4 separate regions of the Mus musculus genome follow, and all the other regions are linked to region 1. Evidence: chromatin contacts called from public HiChIP or PLAC-seq and promoter capture Hi-C data. All regions are on one chromosome and are shown on one strand. Each heading gives the region's core, a stretch centred on a gene start, on an enhancer-like site or on the middle of the called end of the contact. The rest is flanking DNA. Distances are from core to core; before and after follow the strand shown.

Region 1 (2,700 bases), core at 50-2,549:
TACCACCAAAAGAATACGAGAAGGCGTAACGGGGCAAGCAAATACTGGGCAGTGGCGTGGAAATATGAATGACCATCTGAGAAACATTTAAACTAGGCGATAGACAATGCAAGAACTCCTCGTACTTCATCGTAAATGCCACAGCAACAATGGCCTACCCATACCAGCTCCACAGTAACTCAACTGCACCTCACAGGAGCCTACTTGTCTGCTGTCCCTGATGCTCCGGACTCCCATAAGTCACAAGAGAATCCACTGAAGACATTTACTAAGTAAAGGCATTCTTGCTGTCTGAAGCTGTCAAATGTACAGGGGTTATGTACTGCTTACACAAACAAGAGTTATGAAGAGGTGAATAATTTACCTCTATAGGGATTCTCCACAAACCAAGAGTTATAATGGCAATGAAAACAGCCAGGGAACTAAGGTCTTTTTCCTTTTCTACCTTCCAGACCTTCAGGGTCATCTCCTGACATCTCTTGTCAAACCCTTCCCACTGTTAGTCAGGAGATGAGTGTGATCGAGCCACTGGTACTTTCTGATGGGTGAGGCTATGAAGAGGGAGATACAGATCTTCAAAGATGTTACAGTCTAACTGTGCAACCAGTCAAAGCCAGGCCATGGAACCTGAACATTCGTGTTTATTCTGCATAACACATGGCCCTCCGAAGTTAATTTGTTTGCAAACAGTGGCTGGGTGCTAGGACTCTAAAACTCAAGGCTCCCTAGTTCTAACCTAACTTCTCCCTGTGTTTTGTCAGTTTTTTGCATGGCTTTCTGGTGAATATGGTCACAACGTTTTTCTCCCTTTAACGCTACCTACTGCCTTACCTGACTGCCAGGCCAGCATCCCTGATCGCTTTTGCCGTGCCTCCGGAAGCGACCAGACTCAAACCAAGAGACGCGAGACTTCTGGCAAATTCCACGAGGCCAGTTTTGTCAGACACACTGAACAGGGCTGAAAGAGAAGGCAGTTCTCATTACTCGCGGCTTCTGGCACCGAGATCTCCCGGGGAGGACTCCTGGGAAGGGGACTCATGCAACTGCAGGCCCAGGGCCCAGCACTGGGGACACCCAGCCTGCAGGCCGGGCCCGGGGCCTCCCCAGCTCGGCCAGCGGCATGAGTGGGTGGCGGGGATGGTGCAGGCAGGACCCCTATGATGCATCGCGAGGGCCTCACCAAGCTGAGACGGAGCCATGCTGCGTTGGGTCGCGGAGTCAAGGGACGGACAGGCCACGTGCGTAGGCAGGCAGGCCGGACCCCGCGGTTCAGGAAGCAGTGGGCAGGGCGTGTCGACCCCACGTGACCCCGAGGTCCCGCCCCTCCTCCAGTGAGCTGCAGCCTAGGGTGGAAGGCGCCGCTGGGCGGGGCGGCTGCTAACTCCGGAGCCTGGGATCTGTAGCCGCGGGCTTCCTCTTTCCGAACCCAGATCTGGGCGTGGGGACTCGCGGTTCGCGCGCATCTGGGGTGCTGCTGCTGAGGTCCCGGGAGGTGGGGCCGCGGCGGCTGGAGCACTGATTGGGGGAAACTAGCGAGAGGACTAAACAGACCCTGTCTGACGATGTCAGAAAGGATTAGAGAAGCCTTCTGCTATGGTCTCCCTTTTACAGGTCTGGGAGACCTACGCATGAAGTCATTGCCTCCACAGTTGAGAGCCCCAAAGAAGTAAAATGACCGTCATTTGAAGTTTTTCATACCACATTATAAAATGGCCTGGAATTTACATCAAGATCACCATGTGTAAAATGCTCTTTTCCTTCAAGCCCAGGTGGCAGGAGTAAAGGTTTCAAGACTTAAGTTATTAAAAATAGGAATAGCAAAATTGAGCTCATCTGCTTCTTTTTAATAAAAGTGACACCTTTGGCACAAAATAAACATATCTTGCTGTATACACAGCCCTATTTTTTTTTTTTTTCCGAGACAGGGTTTCTCTATGTATTCCTGGCTGTCCTGGAACTCACTCTGTAACCAGGCTGGCTTCGAACTCAGAAATCAGCCTGCCTCTGCCTCCCAAGTGCTGGGATTAAAGGCATGTGCCACCACTGCCCGGCTAACAGCCCTATTTTTAACATTAATGTTTAGAATTAATTTTTTGATTATGTTTTCTTTTGTAATGTTCTTTAATACAATTCCAAAAAAGAACTTAAAAATTCTATAAAGGAGCCTAAAATTGTACAATTCTATAGAAAGCTTAGCTTTTTATTTCCAGTCTAGTCTCCCAATCTGTGCAAAGTCCATTTTCCTATTATTTGGATGCTAGTCTGCTTCTTGTCTTTCCTCTCTAATAGTCCAATCTCTTTTTCCTTCTCCAAATATCTATTGATCAAATATCTATCTCATTTTTCTGACCTCAGAACGTGTTAACTCCTTGCTCTGAACACCTCTCATGTTTCTAAGGAAGATATATTAGGATCATGAGAGTGTCTTCAGGATGTGTTCACAACTTTCAATGTACAGAGGTGAACAAGGTTCAGAAAGATCATTGCAAGTTTGGAGCTAGTTTGGTCCACACTTTAAGTCCCATACCTGCCAAAGAAACAGCAAGACCTTGTCTCAAAAATGTTAAACAAACAACAAAAGGTGACAGATATTAGAATAATTAGTTCCACGCATATAAGATTGTAATCAGCCTTTAGTTAGCTACTATAAGAGGGTATGAAATAGTCAAAATTCAGGAAGAACAAGTGAGTGGCTCAGTG
Region 2 (2,700 bases), core at 150-2,649, 520 kb after region 1:
AGGGGAACCTTACTCAGGCCCAAAGTTTAATGTAGCTCCAATGCTAATGAATGCTACTGTGCAAGAACTATGGTGATTTTTAAACACCCAGAACAGGAAGTCTTCATCAGTTTACAAAAATGTCCAGGAGCACAGCAGAGCATTTCCAGTCACCGTATTCAGTGTTTGCAGCTTCTTTCTAGACCAGGACTGCTGCAGGTAAGGAGTGTCTACCAAACCACTACTGTACACACAATAAAACATGCATAGTAGCCGCAGTCCCTAAGATTGTCAGGGCTTTCCTTGGAGCAGTGGCAGTATCGTTGGGCATTAGAACTAGAGAAACAGCACTCCAGGATTGGCGGAGCAGCTATCAGTCTAATGATCTGAGTTTGGTCCCTGGGCCCCTGTGGTAGGAGAGAAGCAGCTCCTGCGAGCGAGTTGTCTCTGACTTCACATGCGTGTGCATTCACGCCCACACCCACACCCACAAAGTAAGTAAGAACGACTAAAACAGTTAAAAATGCTATCTAAAAGGAAAACAGTGCAGTGCATTGTACTTGGAAGTGTTTTGTCTTTTTCCCCTGTAATTTCATCAGAAACCATTAGTACATAGTTTATATCCGTAAGAAATACATTCCTTTTAAAGTTCTTTGGTTAGGCCCCGTGCTCATTAGTATTTTATTATTTAAATAGTGGGAAATTAATGTTTTCAGAGTGTTAGACAATGTTTATGCATTTGGATTATAACAGTGCACCCTGCTCCTGGGATGAATTATTAGATTACACAACATCCATAGATTTCATAAAATAATGTTAGTGAGATGGCTTTTCACTAATGAAAACGAATGAGAGAGATGTTTTGAGAAAGATTTACAGGTGTTAGGAGTAAAACAGTACGCTTCTCTTCGTCAATTCATCTGTACCCAAGGAAATAACAATAAACACTTCAGCTTTTTTATATTTCCTTAATGATATTCTAGTTTTCTTCTCAATATTTAATATTTTATTGGATGAAAGAATTAAAACTCTAGCTGTGCATAATTTCCTGCCATACTACAAATTTTGCATCTTACTTCTCTACCATAGCAAAACCACTAATACTTCTAGAATGTATCAGCAGCAATTTTTTAAAAATGAAGGTAAATTGGTCTAGAATTGTGTTTTAGAAATAAGTATGCATTCAAATATTTTTACTAAAAAAGTCCAATTACTTTTGCTTTTAGTATATCTAAACTAAATGTGAAATGTAATGGAAATGTTTTTTCTTAAATTACCTCTGTCAACCAGATATAACCTGTTCTTCTGAAGGTTTGCAATTAGACTGGCCAAGAGGGAAAGGTGAGTGTCAAGGGCATGGCTGTGCTTGTGTCTGACTGCACCCTTGACCTGAGCCCCACCATTGTCTTTCTAATAGAAATGCAAGTCCTCCTGGGCTCTAAAAACTGCTGAGTAGGAGGAGACCTGCCCTCTCTCCTGTGAGTGCCTCGGCTGGAGCTTATCCATCCATCCATAGGACTGCCATCCTTCATGCCTTGGACATGAGGAAGATTTCACATGGGCCTTTGAAGTGGCTTTATAATGGAGTGTTTATTGACAGAGGAAGAGAGAGCTGTGGCGTTAGATTCACTTTAGTTGAGCACTCCGTTAAAGCCTTCCAAATTTAATGAAAATTGAAGATTAGTTTTTGCAACCAAAACTTAAAAACGTGTTCTCTACAGAGCCATGAGTAATTCATTTTGTAAATAGTAGGTGTTTACAGTACAGCTGCAGATGCCCTGTGGAGGAAGGCTGTGAGCAGTGGGCAACGCCTGCTTTCTTTACTTATCAATGAGCTTGCCATACCAGAGCTCAAACCATGTTTGTTTTCTGTTAAGGATGTCAGGATCTTCAGTTTCTGTCCCTTCCTCCATGTGTTCAGGTTAACTCATGGATGTTTTATCATCTTTCTAGTTTGGGGTAATAGAAAAGAAGCCTTAATGATGGGTGCCTCGAAGTCTAGGCCATGCCAAAGTGGGCTGTCACTCACTCTTGGAAAGTACGGATTGTCTTACATGTCACCTCTGTCCTGTCAATACGGCTTTCCTCTTCTCATGCTCACAAGATTCTGTTTGTTTTAATCACAACATGGGACAGTTGTGGTGCTGATGGCAGATTGATACTTGGTTCTGGGCCAGTTCTGCTCAGAAGTGAGCCTCTTATGGCCCTCTGCAGAGTTGCAGACTGAGGTGTTGTCCTTCAGTGGCATCTAATCACTGGCAGTGCCCCTATTAGAATGTTCATATATTTCTAGCATATCTTTCTAATTCTCAGTATATGTTGGTATAGATAAAGTTTTCTTCTGGATAAACATTATTCAGTGGTTTTTTGTTTGGTGTTTGTTTTTAAATTGTTCATACTTTTTCTGTTGTTTTCTCAGTGGTAAAACTCACATCTTTGAGTGAAGTAATCTCTAAGGTAAATAGAAAATGGTCTGGATAGTTTGTTTTTATAGTGAAAATAGTATATTATAAGATCCATTTTGCAATTTTTTTTCAGTTTTGTGATAGACCCTTTATTTTCAAGTTTATTTATAATGCCTTTACTCAAAATATAATTATATCGGTTTTCCTCTTCCTTTTCTTCCTTTAGCCCCTCTTAGGCACCCTCCTCCAAACCCCTTCAATGTCTCCCACTCTCAATTGATAATCTCATTTGCTTTTATATTTGTTGAATACACAG
Region 3 (2,700 bases), core at 63-2,562, 550 kb before region 1:
TTAACTGAATTGAGAATCACAGGAAAAGTTACTAGACTAACGTGGCTTCTTCCTTGATAGCATGGATGTCTTAGGCCCTGGGCTAGAAGCCACATGAGCCCCAGGGCCCTTGGTCCTTTGGGTGAGTAGGAAGCTTCAAGCTCTCACGTGGCCACTGTAGAGAGCTGAGACTAAGGGTAAGAACTGACTTGACTCACACTACCCGTCTCAGATAGTTCCTCCTTTAGCCACTCTGGGGTCACTAAGAGTCCATAAGTGCCGGTAGAAAGGGCTTCTGGTCAACCCAAGCAGAAGTTCAATTTGATGGAATATTTAGAAATAGCTGAAACAACTAAAAAAAAAAATAACCAAATCCTATACTGGAAGGAGAAAATTGAGGCAATTCCAGAAGTCTACATCAAGAAGATCTGATATTTAGACTATTTGCTATACTCTATGTGGTCTAAACTCTGGACACAAGTGAATTCATCACCTTGGAATGGTGGTGTGAGATAGTTACCATTATTATCTCGAGGTAAAAGAGTTATCCTATTCAAATTCCCATGACACATGACGATTTGACCTCTGCTTAACTGTTACTATGGAAGCCAGTCATGAATATATTGTCAACCCGGGTGCTAGGCAACATTGCTTATGGTGAGGCTGACACCAGATTGTGAACTGTTTCTAGACTAGGAGCACAGAAATCTGTGTTAGAAAGCTACATTTTTTGGCTTTTTTTTTTTTAACACTTGGACCTGGCAATGCCCTTATTATGGGGGGTGGGGGTGGGGGAGGGGGAACGACGACCTGAAAGTTATGCTTATGCATTTGTTGCAAGGACTGCTACCAGGTCTTTGTGGAGAGTAGAAGGCACGAGGATTATTAAGCCGAAGAAATTCCTGGCTGGTATAAATTTTAACTCTTTAAACTTGAATCTGTGCTGACTATGGCAAGGACTCCTATGTGGCAGAATGTCTGATAGGCTTCCAAATAAACTAATAATGCCCGGAGTGGAGTCTGTTGCTGTCCTGCAAGTTTGAGTATTGATTTGAACCCAAGACAGCACTGATGAGTATTGGATATTGCTTTTAACTGAGACAGGGTGATGAAAACCTTCTGTAACTCATGGTCACACAGATGACAAATGATAGAGCTGTATTCAACCTTGGGCAGGTTGCCTCTTAAACGCTTCACCAGTTTCCACAGGGCACAGCTTTCTGGAGGAATTTGCCCTACTTATTTTAGCTCATGGGTCTCACAGCTCCATGTGCAAATTCCTGGGGCCTTAAAAACAATGAGTGTCACTGTTGCTGAGGTCAGACAGGACTTCAAGACAGATGACTAATGGACAGTAACCTCTCCATGCATTTCCTGTTTTGACGGCTGTTATTATTGAACATATATCACTAACAGGAGCCGCCAGGTGGTCAGATCTCATAAATTCCCCTGCCAGATGTTAAAGCCTTCGTTCATTCACTCTTCCTCTCCATCACCCATTTAACAGCATTTTGAGAAATCTGACAATGAAATGACTTGGCAGTATGTCATGTGATGTCAGGCAGCAAAGGCAGCCTTGGATGCAACTGCTAAGTAATGGAAGCCTTCAGTGGTTAGAGATGCAGGTGTAATTCATGGGGAATAGTTAGAGACAACTGGGGGAGATTGAGGCTCTGGGAGAGGAAGAACTTTGGAGAAGCAAGCGTTTTCTAGGTCGTAGAAACAGATGGGGTTGGGTCATGAAACAGACTCGGGTCTCCAGTAGAAACAATAAATGGTTCAGGTGAAATTTGGCATAGGAGGCAGAGCAAGATGACAGTATAGGCTGTACTTGGGGAGTATTTAGAACCAGCTCTTGAGCCCCAGGTGGGATTGGATGGAGGAGAGAGGAAAGCTGAGTTTGCATTTACTGAGGACTTCAGGAAAACCCACACCATTCCAAAATGTGTCTCTGAAATCACAGTGGATAGACAGTGACAGCTTTGGGGCTTCTGGGATGGTCATGTGGTTCAAGCTCTATTACTCCGATGGCTTGGGTGAGGGCAGAGGGTCTAACACTAGGTATATACTAGCTCTTTATTTTGTTGGATACATTCCCTGGGTCTTTCTTCTTGATCACCTTAAACTTGGGAATCTTTTTCCCTTTACTCTCAACTCCATATCCCTAAGTATCACCGGTTGCCTGGCAAGCTAATGGGAAATAAATTCACTGAGCACTAACACTAATACCAGTTAGTGATGGAGATATTTATCTGCTTCAGAGAATATATTTTTATATAGCCAAGCCACAGGAACAAAATGTGGGAATTTCAATATTGAGACATTTCTGCTGGTTGATGGAAAGGGCTTTTTTTTTTTTTTTGAGACAGGGTTTCTCTGTGTAGCCCTGGCTGTCCTGGAACTTACTCTGTAGACCAGGCTGGCCTTGAACTCAGAAATCCGCCTGCCTCTGCCTCCCGAGGGGATGTTTTTAATAAGCAAGAGGGTTTTGTCTCAAGGAGAACAATGAAATCTGGCCATGTTTGGGTACTTCTAGGTCAGGGCCTCCTTCTGAAAATGAAGGTTTTTTTCCCAATTGGATTTTAATGCAGTAGGAAGGAAATGACCAGTGCTTTAGAATTCACAGTTTTCTGCCTTTCCTGTCTGCTGGAGATTCCTATTTGGTTCATCAGAGTGTGGACTTTCCTGTAAACAGCAAATAAACCAAGGCGGGGGTGGGAG
Region 4 (2,700 bases), core at 11-2,510, 540 kb after region 1:
AGAGATTAAAGGCATGATAGCACACTATCATTCCTGACCCTACGTTTGTGACAAGGTCTCTTGTTGAAGCTGGAACTTGACAGTTTGTCTAGGCTTACTGACCAGCAAGATCAAGGGCTCCTCCTTTCTCCCCACTCCAGTCCTGGAATTGCAGGCAGCCCTGTCATGCCTGGCTATTTTTGTGCTTGTATCAGGAGTCAAACTCAGGCCCCCAGACTAGCACAGCAATCACTAATGCCTGAGCCATCTTCCCAACCTTGCTTTCCTGTTTATTTTCTTCTTAATACAAACTTTATTGTAGAAATATTCTGAATTTTTTGCAGTCTCATGACTAGGAAGCTGTACTACCCACTAATACCCCACAGAACCATTAGCTGTTCCCTGAAATCTACACCAATGAGGGTGATTGGAAAATAAGCATTATAACTGGGATTATTTACTCCTTTGCGACATTTTCCCCTTCATTTTCTGTTGTCTCCCTCTTAAGTTTTGATGTACAAAAATTCTAGAATATTTCTTACTATCTGTCCCTTCCCCTTTACAAATAGGGGTCTGTAACTAGTCACATATGGTTATTTTGGTGAAGTAAGATAGCACACATGAAAATAGTTAGATTCCTCCATTGATCTAGGAGACATATGACATACTGCTCACTATAAATTCTGACTAAATTGACAAACCAAACCAACCAACAAAACAAAACCCCCCACCTACAGTGGATAGATGTATATGATGAAGGCAGACCAGTTCTCAGCTATCAAGAGAACGGGAAAAGATTTTGGCATCACTGCTATGATGTCTGATATCTTAGATGCAGATAGCCCTTCTAGAAGCTCACTAGGCCAATATCTAAATTTCTAATAATTATAATATTATTATCAGAATATTCCCAAGCTATATTGCAAGTATTCCATAGATGTAGGTTAAATCAATACTATCTTTAATAAATTCCTTGAACTATTAAAAACCCTGGAATATTTTTGGTATATATGAAGTATTGAGTATCTTCAGACTACTGTCTCATGTTTTCATGTGCTTTCATGGTAGTAATTAGTTTCTTGAGTGATTGTTTACATACTTGAATAAGGAGAAACTTAGATGTATATTCTCTTTATCTTAAACCTTTAATATATTTTGTCTTCATAGAATATAGAGAATATTTTCTTGAATATTTCCTCATTGTGGTGGTTTGAATATATGCTTTGCCCATGAGAAGTGCCACCACTGGGAGGTGTGGCCTTGTTGAAGGAAGTGAGTCACCATGGGGCAGGGCTTTGAGGTCCTCTGCTCAAACTCCACCCATTGCAGAAGAGAGTCTTCTCTTGACTGCCTTTAGATCAAGATGTAAAACTCTCAGCTCCTCCAACACCATGTCTGCCTGCATGATAATAATGGACTAAACCTCTGAAACTGTAAGCCTCCTCCAATTAATTGTTTGCCTTTATAAGAGTTGCCTTGAGCATGGTATCTCTTCACAGCAATGGAAACCCTGACTAAGACACTCATAATCATACACTGTGTCGTATAAGCATAACAAACATGATGCATCTTAGCGTTTTAATCATTCATGAATTCCTGGTCATCTTTACAAATGAGGAGGAGGGACTTTAAACGGCATAGACTATTGAGTTCACAAAGTAAACACACAAGAAAGATCTCCCAGAGCTGTCTACAGTCTGAGGTTTTGGTGTTTTCAATGTGGTAAAAATATTTGAACTACAAATTTGGCTCTGAACTTATAAACCTGCAAAACCTACACAATGGTTCAGGAAATGTGTTTTGAAAAGTAGTCAGAAATCAAAGGTCAATTCAGTATGACTAACAAAATGAGAGATTACCGAAAGTGGTTTTCTTTTTCTTGCTTTTTTTGTATTGAAGGAAAACATTTTATCTGTAAATGTCATTCCCTTAAAATGTTCAAAATAATTTCCAAAAGCATAAATATTTTATTGAAAATTTTACATCGTTTGTCCAAAAGTCCTCATTCTTTATGCCGTATTTACTTTTGACATTATAAATGTATGTGTCTCGAAAAGCATCGTGTTATTCAATAAATATTTACGTAATGACTGGGTCTGATGCTAGTAAAGGCAATGGGAATTCATAGATGATTGAAGAAGAGAAATTGGTATTTCCTGATGATTTAATAAGCCTAAATATTATTTCAAAATGACAACAAATATTATAAGTCAAACTTAGAAGAAACTAAATTGTATTTTATTATTCTTGAACATTGTAGTGTAGGCATCAGATATTATCATATAAGAAAGCTGTGTCTGCATATACTGCAGAGTACTGCCAGGTCTGGCCTCAGTGAGAGAAGAAGCAGCTAACCCTTGAGAGACTTTAGGCTCCAGGGATGGAGGAGATATGGTGGAGTGTGTATGTGGGGGGAGTATGGGGACATCCTCTTGGAGATGGGGGAAGAAGAATAAGATGAGGAAAACTGGACTGTAAAAAAATTAATGATGATGATAGAAAGCTATATCTGAAATGTGCCATATTTCATGAATTTGTGTCTTGACGAACTCAGATGGATTCTTCTCCATGTGTCAGCCGGGGTCATCTGTAACTTGATTGAGCCGTGTCACCCAGCAGCATTCAGCAGCCAGCTGAGCATCCTTTTGTATCTTGGTTCTTTCCTCACACAGCCTCTCATGCTGGATTCAGTTTTTAGGAATATGGCGGCTAGGTTCCAAA

The links. Promoter capture Hi-C pulls out the DNA fragments that hold promoters and counts their contacts. HiChIP or PLAC-seq counts read pairs in DNA pulled down with a chosen protein or histone mark.
Region 2: a promoter capture Hi-C map of embryonic stem cells shows a contact between it and region 1, with 3 times the contacts expected there. The contact joins the enhancer-like site here to the promoter of Atic in region 1. A contact is called at or near these places in 3 of 39 promoter capture datasets (the C10 cell line, embryonic stem cells and frontonasal cranial neural crest), 3 of 484 Hi-C or Micro-C datasets (the G1E-ER4 cell line and embryonic stem cells), 10 of 115 datasets of contacts at active chromatin or transcription factors (the 230-238 cell line, astrocytes, differentiating embryonic stem cells and 3 more) and 2 of 9 other capture datasets (embryonic stem cells and liver).
Region 3: an H3K4me3 HiChIP or PLAC-seq map of bone marrow-derived macrophages shows a contact between it and region 1, with 7 times the contacts expected there. The contact joins the enhancer-like site here to the promoter of Atic in region 1. A contact is called at or near these places in 19 of 39 promoter capture datasets (the 3T3-L1 cell line, 3T3-L1-derived adipocytes, the C10 cell line and 12 more), 2 of 484 Hi-C or Micro-C datasets (bone marrow-derived macrophages and nephron progenitors) and 21 of 115 datasets of contacts at active chromatin or transcription factors (the 230-238 cell line, the NIH/3T3 cell line, bone marrow-derived macrophages and 15 more).
Region 4: a contact with region 1 is called in a FOXA1 HiChIP or PLAC-seq map of pancreatic cancer cells. The contact joins the enhancer-like site here to the promoter of Atic in region 1. A contact is called at or near these places in 3 of 39 promoter capture datasets (the C10 cell line, embryonic stem cells and frontonasal cranial neural crest), 5 of 115 datasets of contacts at active chromatin or transcription factors (cardiomyocytes, embryonic stem cells, large pre-B cells and 2 more) and 1 of 9 other capture datasets (embryonic stem cells).

The regions. Positions count from the first base shown.
Region 1 is chr1:71,555,755-71,558,454 of GRCm38.p6, reverse strand. It overlaps Atic (5-aminoimidazole-4-carboxamide ribonucleotide formyltransferase/IMP cyclohydrolase), which reads right to left and starts at 1,299. Exons shown (of 16, transcript NM_026195.3): 1 at 1,181-1,299; 2 at 832-958. The coding sequence starts at 1,199.
Region 2 is chr1:71,034,455-71,037,154 of GRCm38.p6, reverse strand. The region is part of intron 9 of Bard1 (BRCA1 associated RING domain 1); the gene reads left to right. Among named protein-coding and RNA genes, the nearest start is that of Bard1, 67 kb to the left of the region's middle. Within about 2 kb of position 1,399, at least 6 of the 459 cell types and tissues checked have an H3K27ac peak or open chromatin away from gene starts, as enhancers often do. A contact at or near this core is called in the G1E-ER4 cell line, differentiating embryonic stem cells and embryonic stem cells, where this site is marked.
Region 3 is chr1:72,104,308-72,107,007 of GRCm38.p6, reverse strand. No RefSeq gene overlaps it. Among named protein-coding and RNA genes, the nearest start is that of Gm4319, 18 kb to the left of the region's middle. Within about 2 kb of position 1,312, at least 36 of the 459 cell types and tissues checked have an H3K27ac peak or open chromatin away from gene starts, as enhancers often do. A contact at or near this core is called in bone marrow-derived macrophages, hematopoietic stem and progenitor cells, neutrophils and 1 more, where this site is marked.
Region 4 is chr1:71,013,116-71,015,815 of GRCm38.p6, reverse strand. No RefSeq gene overlaps it. Among named protein-coding and RNA genes, the nearest start is that of Bard1, 89 kb to the left of the region's middle. Within about 2 kb of position 1,260, at least 5 of the 459 cell types and tissues checked have an H3K27ac peak or open chromatin away from gene starts, as enhancers often do. A contact at or near this core is called in pancreatic cancer cells, where this site is marked.